2 separate regions of the Anas platyrhynchos genome follow, and region 1 is linked to region 2. A link is a contact called in public Hi-C data. All regions are on one chromosome and are shown on one strand. Each heading gives the region's core, a stretch centred on a gene start, on an enhancer-like site or on the middle of the called end of the contact. The rest is flanking DNA. Distances are from core to core; before and after follow the strand shown. Region 1 overlaps LOC119716871 (a long non-coding RNA gene). Region 2 holds the start of ELOVL6 (ELOVL fatty acid elongase 6).

Region 1 (3,964 bases), core at 1,299-3,798, 61 kb before region 2:
TATTGATCTCTACGGAATCTGAACAGTAAAGGTAGCCAGTGCCAAACCTTGCAGGAGGCACTGCAGGGGTTGGTTTTTCCAGGGTGTGACAGAGACTTTGGATCAGATACTTTTTTTTTTTTTTCTTTTCTCTTGTAAATGCCAGCATTGTACATCTCCCAGCCACCCCAAACACTGGGCTGAACCAAACCTAGGATGCCTGGTACTTTGTGTAAAATCCCAAAGGAGAAAAATACCAGCTCCCCCACCCCTGCAAACCCTTTATCTGGGACCTTTGAAGTGCTTTTAGCAGTAATAAATTACTCTGTGTAACACACTCCAAAATCAATATTTTCTATTAGTTTCCTTTATTTCCTTTGCCCACTCCCAGTTGGAAGGCTAGGTGAGTTGTAAAACACAGAAGAAGCCACGTGGCTTGTTTTACACAGGTGCAGCTAAATTTCTTATCGTTTGACACTGGAGCTCATGCAGTTAAGCGTTGGTGTTTCATCCTTTTTTTTATTTATTTTTTAGGGAAATGCAGTACCTCTGTGAACGGTGAATTATAACAGCGTGATCTGAACTGGCAACACCACGCTCTGCAATTTCCCTCTTCCCAGAGGCTCCACATGGCTTTGTCCAGGTAGGATGCGGGGAACCTGAGTGCAGGTTCTGTTTCTTACGGGAGATGCAGAGATTGGGATTTCCTAAGTGTAAGTGTAAATAACCAGGACATCCAAGCACTGCCTGCGCTACACTCAGTTCATACAGATTCACACACAAAAACACAAAGAAAAGGCAGATAATGCTTCTGCTTGGCATGGGAAAATATGAACTGGGCAGAGGTTTGCTGGGAAGCGACAGGCAGCGTAGCCACGGTGTGGTCCCATTGCCAGGGAACGGCTCCTCTTCCTCGGCAGCTGGGCCTGATGGCAGCACGGAGATCTGGATGGGTGTTACAGATCAATAAAACACAGAGAGGTATTTTGTTTTGAACCAAAAGTTAAAATTTTATTTGGAATATCAATATACCAAAAAAAATAAAAATAAAAACTTCCTTTTATGTAGTGAAATAGCCATTTGAAAATGGTAAAATAAAGATATTTCTCATACTATTCTCTCCCAGCTATTGTACATGTATTTTTATTTTTTTTTTTTGTATTTTTTTTTATTATTATTTTTTTATTTTCTGAACAGAAATCTAGCTTGAGCTTTAAGGCTCCTTAAAGCCTAAAGCATGTAGTGGCTCTTTTGAGAAAGCAGATAAGTCAATCAAAGCTGTGTTTCTTCAGCAGACAGGCCTGTTTGAAGCTCTCCAGAGCTGGACAGATGTGAGACTTCTCAGGAAGCTGCTGTTTCAGGGGAATATTATTTTTTTACCCATTGGGAAATGCTCTCTAATCCCACTTCATGCAGCATTTTATCAAGCTTTATGATGCACTGGGGAGGCCCCTGGTCCCCCTTCGCTGTAGTGCTCTTGTGCAGAGCTGATCCTATTTGTGTTTAACTTAAGAAATCATATTCTACTCTGCGGTGGTTGCTCTGCTAGAAAATAAACTCCGCAAGAAGGCACTGATCCTGCCCTTGCCCCCGTAAGCAAAAGGTTTCTGTGCCCGCGTGTGGCTGCACTGACCGCAGTGGAGCGTTTGTGGCAGCAGGACAGGGAGTTGTCCTTTAGCTTGCTTTTAATAAAATAAACGGAATGGAAAATGCATGGAAGTAAAAGCGTGGAAACACACCAACAATGAGTTGTAATTCTTCTCTTTTAGAGGACTCACAGATGCGAGGCTGGAAAATATGACTAAGGACTGACATCGGGGCCTGAGTGATGCCCCGAGTGATACATGGCACCATCAGCCAAACTCAGGGGGCTTTAGGTCTGGCATCGCCCCGCCACTGGGCTGTGATGGGCCAAAGCAGAGCTTGCTGAAAGCAGTGGGCACCTCACCAACCACCTCATTTTCAGGGGGTATTCGGCCAGGTCCTGAGCTAGCGAGGTAGGGTCTGCAGTCTGCTGAGCTTCCTCCCTTGACCATTTTTGTAACTCGGAGCGTATCTGCGTGTATGAGTTGTATATAAATGCTTCTGTTACTCGTTGAGGCACAGCACAGTGCCAATACTGCAGATACGACTGCGCTGATGTGCTACATCTGGCACGTGCCCACGAGGCGGCTGTGTCACAGGCACAGTAACTGCTGCCTTATACTGCCTGATACCCCAAAGCCTGGTATCGATCCCCAAGGTGTAATTCCCAGGCTTTTCGGGTATCACTGCCTGATACCCCAAAGCCTGGTATCAATCCCCGAGGTGCCATTCTCCCCGACTTTTCCTTAAGGGAAAGAAAACCGACACCCGCTCAGGCCTCTGCTCCCCCGAACCAGCCACAGCTTTCGGCTCAGGGGCAAGGTCTTGCCCCCCTCTGCCTCCAGCCTTCTGCAGGCTCACGCCCTTATCTGGTGAGTAGACTTTTATTTGTTTCCTGTGAAGTCTGGTGAGAGATGTCTTGGGGAAGCAGCCACTCTGGTGTTATCAGTGACCCCAGACGCACACCACTTGCGGCCCTGAGTCAAGGTCTGTCAGCGGGAGAGCTTTCCTCCTCATCACGGGCACAGCTTGAGGAGGCTTCCCAACTACCCAGCCTCGTGTTGTTTCCCTAACTAGCTGAAAATATTTTCCTTTCAATGTTCACTGCACAGAAGCAGTGCTCGGGAAGAACCAAATATTGCTCGCAACTGCCTAAGCACAGGCCTGTACCCACGGCACTGTTTTTCTTTCGGTACACTGGATCAATGTGTCAGAACACAAAACACAGACCCTGGCCCTGGCAGACTGACCTTATTGTCGGTGTAATTTTCCTGACTTCAGGAAAGGACCATTTGTGCTCCTTGCCACAGGCCCTGTAATTTTTGGTATGCCGTGTGAAGTTTGCATTCCCCAAGGTGTGTGTGAATGCAGCACAACTGCAGCTTTGCTCATTAGGGAAAATAAGAATCCTGCCAGGGGACAGAGAAGTGTGACTGTGTGACCCCCAAGGCTCCAGCCAGGGGAAGTGAGGAGGACCCAATTAGCCGTGTTTAGGTTGGATCAGCTGGAATATTACGGAGGTGTCACTGCCTGAGGGTTGTCTGCCTGGCTGTTCAGGTACATGTGAGGGGGTTGCATGTGATGCCTAAATATCATGCGTGCACTTTGCTAGGAAAAAAAAAAAAAGAAACCAGTTTGTGTTGGCTTTGGTCTTATCCTCAACTTCCATAATGCCAGTTCCCACATCTGACTCCAGAAAACACTGGAGGGAGATCCCTACGGTGTGGGACAGCAAGGGCAGAGCTGTGGGTGCTGGGACGCCAGCTCCTGAAGCAAGTGGTGGCATGACACCCAATGTCTAGGGTGATGGGAGGTGAACCCTCATTTGTCCCCTACCTGTCTGATCTTGCTGCCCCTTCCCTGTATGTGTGCTCGCCTGCAGACTTGTCCTCCCCTTGGACTCCCACTGAATTCATCTTCATCTTCCCCTGCACATCTGGAGCACATCTGTACTGTGTCTGGAGGGGGCCTGGTGGGTCGGTCCCTGCACTGCAGCCGCTGCCCAGGCAGCAAAGAAGGGACACGGCCCTTGGCATGGCTGGGGACACCTCCAAGCCCCCCAAAGGCTCGCAGGGAGGCGGGCAGGTCGGGAGCAAACAGTACAGAGGTACCCACGAGGGCTTTTGGAGAATGGGCTAACGGGGGGTGAAACGCCTGCTCCGCTGGAGTCAGTGTCATTGCCAGTGTTGCCATCAGGGACGCACAGAATGCTTTTTGTCTGCTTGTTTGGTTGTTTCGTTTGTTTGTTTTCTTATGCAATTAAGGAAAAGGCTGTATGAAACACGGTGGGTTGATTGTGCACTCATTAGCAACCCACCCTGTTTTCTGCCTGCTCAGCTTTGGCTGCAGCTCTTTACCTAGCTAGGAGTTGCTTCATACTTGTAAAGTTTATTTGTTGTTT
Region 2 (4,545 bases), core at 963-3,462:
GCTTTGTAAGATATCAAGAAATTTTTCTATGACAGAAGCAACAAAATACGAAATGCCACACCTATGGAGCTTGTTTACCTCCACGTTAGGGTGCTGCATTGCATTCTAATTTAAATGCCTAGTACAGTACAAAATCTTGCCACAGTATTCTTTCAGTCCAAAGAGCAAACAACTGTGTTTATCCCGATAAATTACTGCTTAGGAACCTCATTTCATGTTAATGGTGCAGACATTAAAGTTATGGCCACAAAGCCAAGGCCTGCCATTGATGCCAGTGCAGGTGAACGTACAGCGTCATCCTGAGACGATGCAGAAAAGCCTTCTTGCAAGGCCCTCAGCCACTGCGTGTTACCTGTTAGTTTTCCCCTATAATATCAGCTGCTGGAACAGGACCTGTTCCACTGAGAGAGTAAGTTTCCTGAGGATAAAAACGCACAGTTTAACTTGAAACTCGGAAGAAGCTTCACCTGCATTTTCAGGAAAAGCGTGCTGTGACAGCACAGCACCACATCACTTGCAGACACGCTTCTGGGCCACAGGCAGGCTGCTCTTCTCTACTTTCAGGCGAATGAAACACACCGATTCACTGGTTCCCTTACAGAAGGCAAAACCAGACTGCAAAGCGTGCGTGCACAGAGCGCCGTGCCCCTTCAGCTGTGCAGCAGAGGCGCAAAGCTGATGGTCTCCTGCTTTGAACCCGGAAAGTGGGAGCCTCGCGCTGCTGGAGTCCCCGCTGGCTAACCTCTGCAGCACACGAGACAGCGAGGGAGGCTCTCATCGCCCTGCTGAGCATTGAGGCAGTGCTCCACGGCCTCCAGGCCCTCCACAAACGCTCCCTAAGTCGTCGTTTCAGCACGACTACCCCCACGGTCTCTCCCAGCCGGGGAAACTGAGGCCCAGGAGAGGTTATGTAATTTCCTCAAGGTCACATAACGAGGTGCAGGAGAGCCCGGCGATGACACGGGGAGTCCTGGATCCTAGTCGTGTTCTTTAACCTAAACTGCACCTCCCGTGGGTTGTTACCCAGCTAATACACGCTCAGATCTCCCCCCCTCCATCCTCTTGTACCCGTTTGCCCTATTCCCACACCAGTTTGCTCCCGGAACATGGGCAAACCGGGCAGCATCCAGCACTCCCAGCCCGTGCACACCTACGTGCCCTCATCCCTCCCGAAACATCCACGGGTCCCCCTCACCACGTACCGAGCTCAAACAGAGCGTTTGGTGCCCATTCCCTTTAGCCTACCCCCAAAAAATCCAAACCACCCTCGTGAAATAAGGACGGGATGCTCTCAGGTCCCCTCCTGGGACCCTCGGGGGACGTGGGCACTCTGTGGGGTGCCAGGTCCCCGGTGCTGGGGGGTGAGAGCGGGACAGGGCTGCGTCCATCTGCAAGCATCCGTCGGGGAAAGTTGATGAGGAGAGGGGATGGAGAGGAGGAGGAGGAGGAGGTGGAGGAGAGGGGATGAAGAGGAGGGGGAGAGGGGATGGAGAGGAGGAGGAGGAGGAGAGGGGATGGAGAGGAGATGAAGAAGAGGAGGAGGAGAAGAGGGGATGAAGAGGAAGAGGTGGAGGAGGAGAAGGAGGAGGAGGAGGAGGAGAGGGGATGAAGAGGAGGAGGAGGAGGCGTAGAGAGGATGGAGAGAGGATGAAGAAGAGGAGGAGGAGGAGGAGATGGGATGGAGAGGAGGAGGAGGAGGAGGTGGAGAAGGAGAGGGGATGAAGAGGAGGGGGAGAGGGGATGGAGAGGGGGGTGAGGGGGGCTGATGGAGGATGAAGGCGAGGAGGAGGAGGCAGGGGGCGGCGGGCACCGCGCCCGCGCGTTCCCGGCGGGGTCGGGGCAGGTGAAGCGGCGGCGGCGGGGCCGCGCACGGCGCCGCGGGGCCGCGCCCGCTGCCCACTCACCAGTTCTCCTGCATCCACTGGATGGCCTCATGCTCGTTGAACTGCTTCTCGAATTCGTATTCCTGCAAAGTCAACGCGGACATGTTCATTGGCCCGGTGGCTGCGCAGCCGCTCCCCGCGCCCGAATGCTGCCTCCGCCTCGAGAGCCGGGCCCCCGCCGGGGAGCCCCCGCCTCTGGCTCTGGCCCGCCCCGCCTCAGCGGTACCCCGGCTTTGGCATGGCACGGCTCGGCTCGGCTCGGCTCGGCTCGGCTCGGCTCGGCTCGGCTCGGCTCCGCGCCTCTCCGCCCGGGCCCGCCGGTCTCCTCCTCTTCTGCAGCCGCCGCGCAGCGCCCGGGGGCGGCGCGGTCTTAGTGCCCGCCCGCCGCCACCACAGACACCACCCAGCCCCAGCCCTCTCTTCCCCGCCGGCACCCCCCGAAAACCCCTCGCCCTAATAGCCGAGATACCCCCCTCACCCCTTACCCAAACAGACAGACACCCCCCTCGCCCCCCCCACCCTAAAATCAAACAGCGCGGGATGAGGTGAAGCCGCACCTGCCCCCCCACACACACACCTCAACCAACCCCCCAAATAGTAAAAAAGCTCCCCAAAATAAAACCCAGCCCCCTGCCCTTCTGGTGTCCCCGTTCAGCATGCACCTGCTCTGCAAGGGAAGGGGGTGTCCCTGAGGTGGGCGACGTGCTGCGCGCCCCCAGCCCTGCTTTTGGGTGCCACAGGGTCAATGGGGCCTGTGGAGCCTGGACCCTCGCCTCAGGGAGACCCTAAGTGCAGAGCAATCCCGCTCCGCCCCTCAGAGGGCACAAAATGTGTTTATACATCCTTAATTTTCCTCATAGGTCACGCAACGTGTCCTTAATTTTGTCTTTCCTGCCTCATCTGCCACACACTGGTGTCTCCAGCTGAGCTCCTCAACCACCCTGGCTAAAACAGTCCCCACTGGGACCCCACTGGGACCCCACTGGGACAAAAAAAAAGGAGATGGAGCCCCCAGGTCGTGGGATATCAACAGCTAACCAGTTTGATGTTCAAGATGTTTGCATCTTGACTATCATGGTTGTCAGTCATGTTTTTCGACATTTTTTTTTTCCCCCTGACAATTAGAACTCTTCTTTCCTCATGTGGGCTGCGTTTATCGCATCATCATCTGACTTGGGTTTTAAACAAAACACACGGCTCACACTGAAACAGCAAGGCGGTGCTAAATTATTATTTATTACTACTGCACCCAGAGGCCCTTGACGAACCAAGGTCCAGCAGTCCTGTCCTCAAAGAGATTTCTGTCTGTAGAGACATGACGAAGCGGGAATTCATGTTTTCCAGACAGAGAAGGGAAGCTCAGAGAGGTGGAGGAGCTTTCAGGACAGCTTCACATCAGCTTTCCACAGCCACCGAACTGGCTGTTGGAGCAGGGTTTGGGTAAAGCTGCCTTCATTGGCGCTCCTGCTCCAAACGACCTTCCCCTAAAGGAGCACAGTGGTCTTCCAGATGTCCACCAGCAGGCAGCTTCGGTGGACGGGGAGGGAAGAAGGAGAGAGACATCTCCAGGGCGGCCATGGACAACATTTTGTGGATGTTTGGAAGCACAGGATGAAGTGCTCCTCCAGCTGCAATGCTCAGGCTCTGAGACATGGGAGTGCTCCTTGCCGTCACGGTGGAGGAGAAATGCCACCTCCAGCTGAACAGTGGGGTGGCAGCGCCCTCATCACGGCGTGTGCCTGTGCTTACTCCAAGGGCGGGCGCCACGAAAGGCTGCAGGTGATATTACTCATGCGTCTGAATCATATCTTTAATAGAGATATGTGGAGACGTTCATTTGCGATACAACAAATGCTGGTGTACATTAACTCTTTTCTCAGGAATCATGGAGTCACAGAGTGCTTTGGGTTGGAGGGGACCTTTCGCATCATCTAGTTGCAACCCCCTGTCGTGGGCAGGAGCACCTTACATCAGACCAGGCTTTCTGGGCTGCAAGCACACGTAGTTAAGCTTCTTGTCAAGCAACACCCCCAAGTCTTTCTCAGAACTGCTCTCAAACTGTGCCCAGCCTGTACTTGTGCTTGGGATTGCTCCAGCCCAGATGCAGGGCCTTGCCGTTGGCCTTGTTGAACCTCAAGAAGTTCGCACAGGCCCACCTCGAGCCTGCCCAGGTCTCTCTGGCTGCCATCCCTTCCCTCCAGCATGTTGACTTCACCACACAGCTTGGCGTCATTGGCCAACTTGTTGAGGGTGCACTTGATCCCACTGCCCATGTCACCAACAAAGATGTTAAACACCACCAGTCCCAAAAACGACCTCTGAGGAACACCACTCATCGCCAGTCTCCACTTGGACACTGAGCCATTAACCTCAAAAATTTGAGTGTAACTCTTTGGTTTCCATGTGCCTTAGCATAGTTTCCAGGAGGAAACTCCATCATCTTGCCAGGCACAGAGGTGAGACTGATGGGCCTGTAGCTCCCCAGGTCTTCCTTTTTTTTTTTTTTTTTCCCTCTTTAAAAACAGGGGTTATGCTTCCCCCTCTTCCAGTCAGTGGGAACTTCACCAGACTGCCACAACTTCTTAAATATGCACTCAGGACCCATGGAGTCATCTCATCAGGTCCCATGGACTTGTGCACCTGCAGGTTCCTTAGGTGGAGT

What was found. Hi-C and Micro-C count contacts between places; a contact is called where the count stands out from the background.
Region 1: a contact with region 2 is called in a Hi-C map of small yellow follicle, with 5 times the contacts expected there. The contact joins the enhancer-like site here to the promoter of ELOVL6 in region 2. A contact is called at or near these places in 4 of 8 Hi-C or Micro-C datasets (F5 follicle, liver, skeletal muscle and 1 more).

Annotation. Positions count from the first base shown.
Region 1 is chr4:7,431,230-7,435,193 of IASCAAS_PekinDuck_T2T, reverse strand. It overlaps LOC119716871 (a long non-coding RNA gene), which reads left to right. Exons shown (of 5, transcript XR_011808805.1): 5 at 514-3,964. Among named protein-coding and RNA genes, the nearest start is that of ELOVL6, 62 kb to the right of the region's middle. Within about 2 kb of position 2,548, at least 4 of the 8 cell types and tissues checked have an H3K27ac peak or open chromatin away from gene starts, as enhancers often do. A contact at or near this core is called in F5 follicle and small yellow follicle, where this site is marked.
Region 2 is chr4:7,369,109-7,373,653 of IASCAAS_PekinDuck_T2T, reverse strand. It overlaps ELOVL6 (ELOVL fatty acid elongase 6), which reads right to left and starts at 2,212. Exons shown (of 4, transcript XM_038178820.2): 1 at 1,905-2,212. The coding sequence starts at 1,993.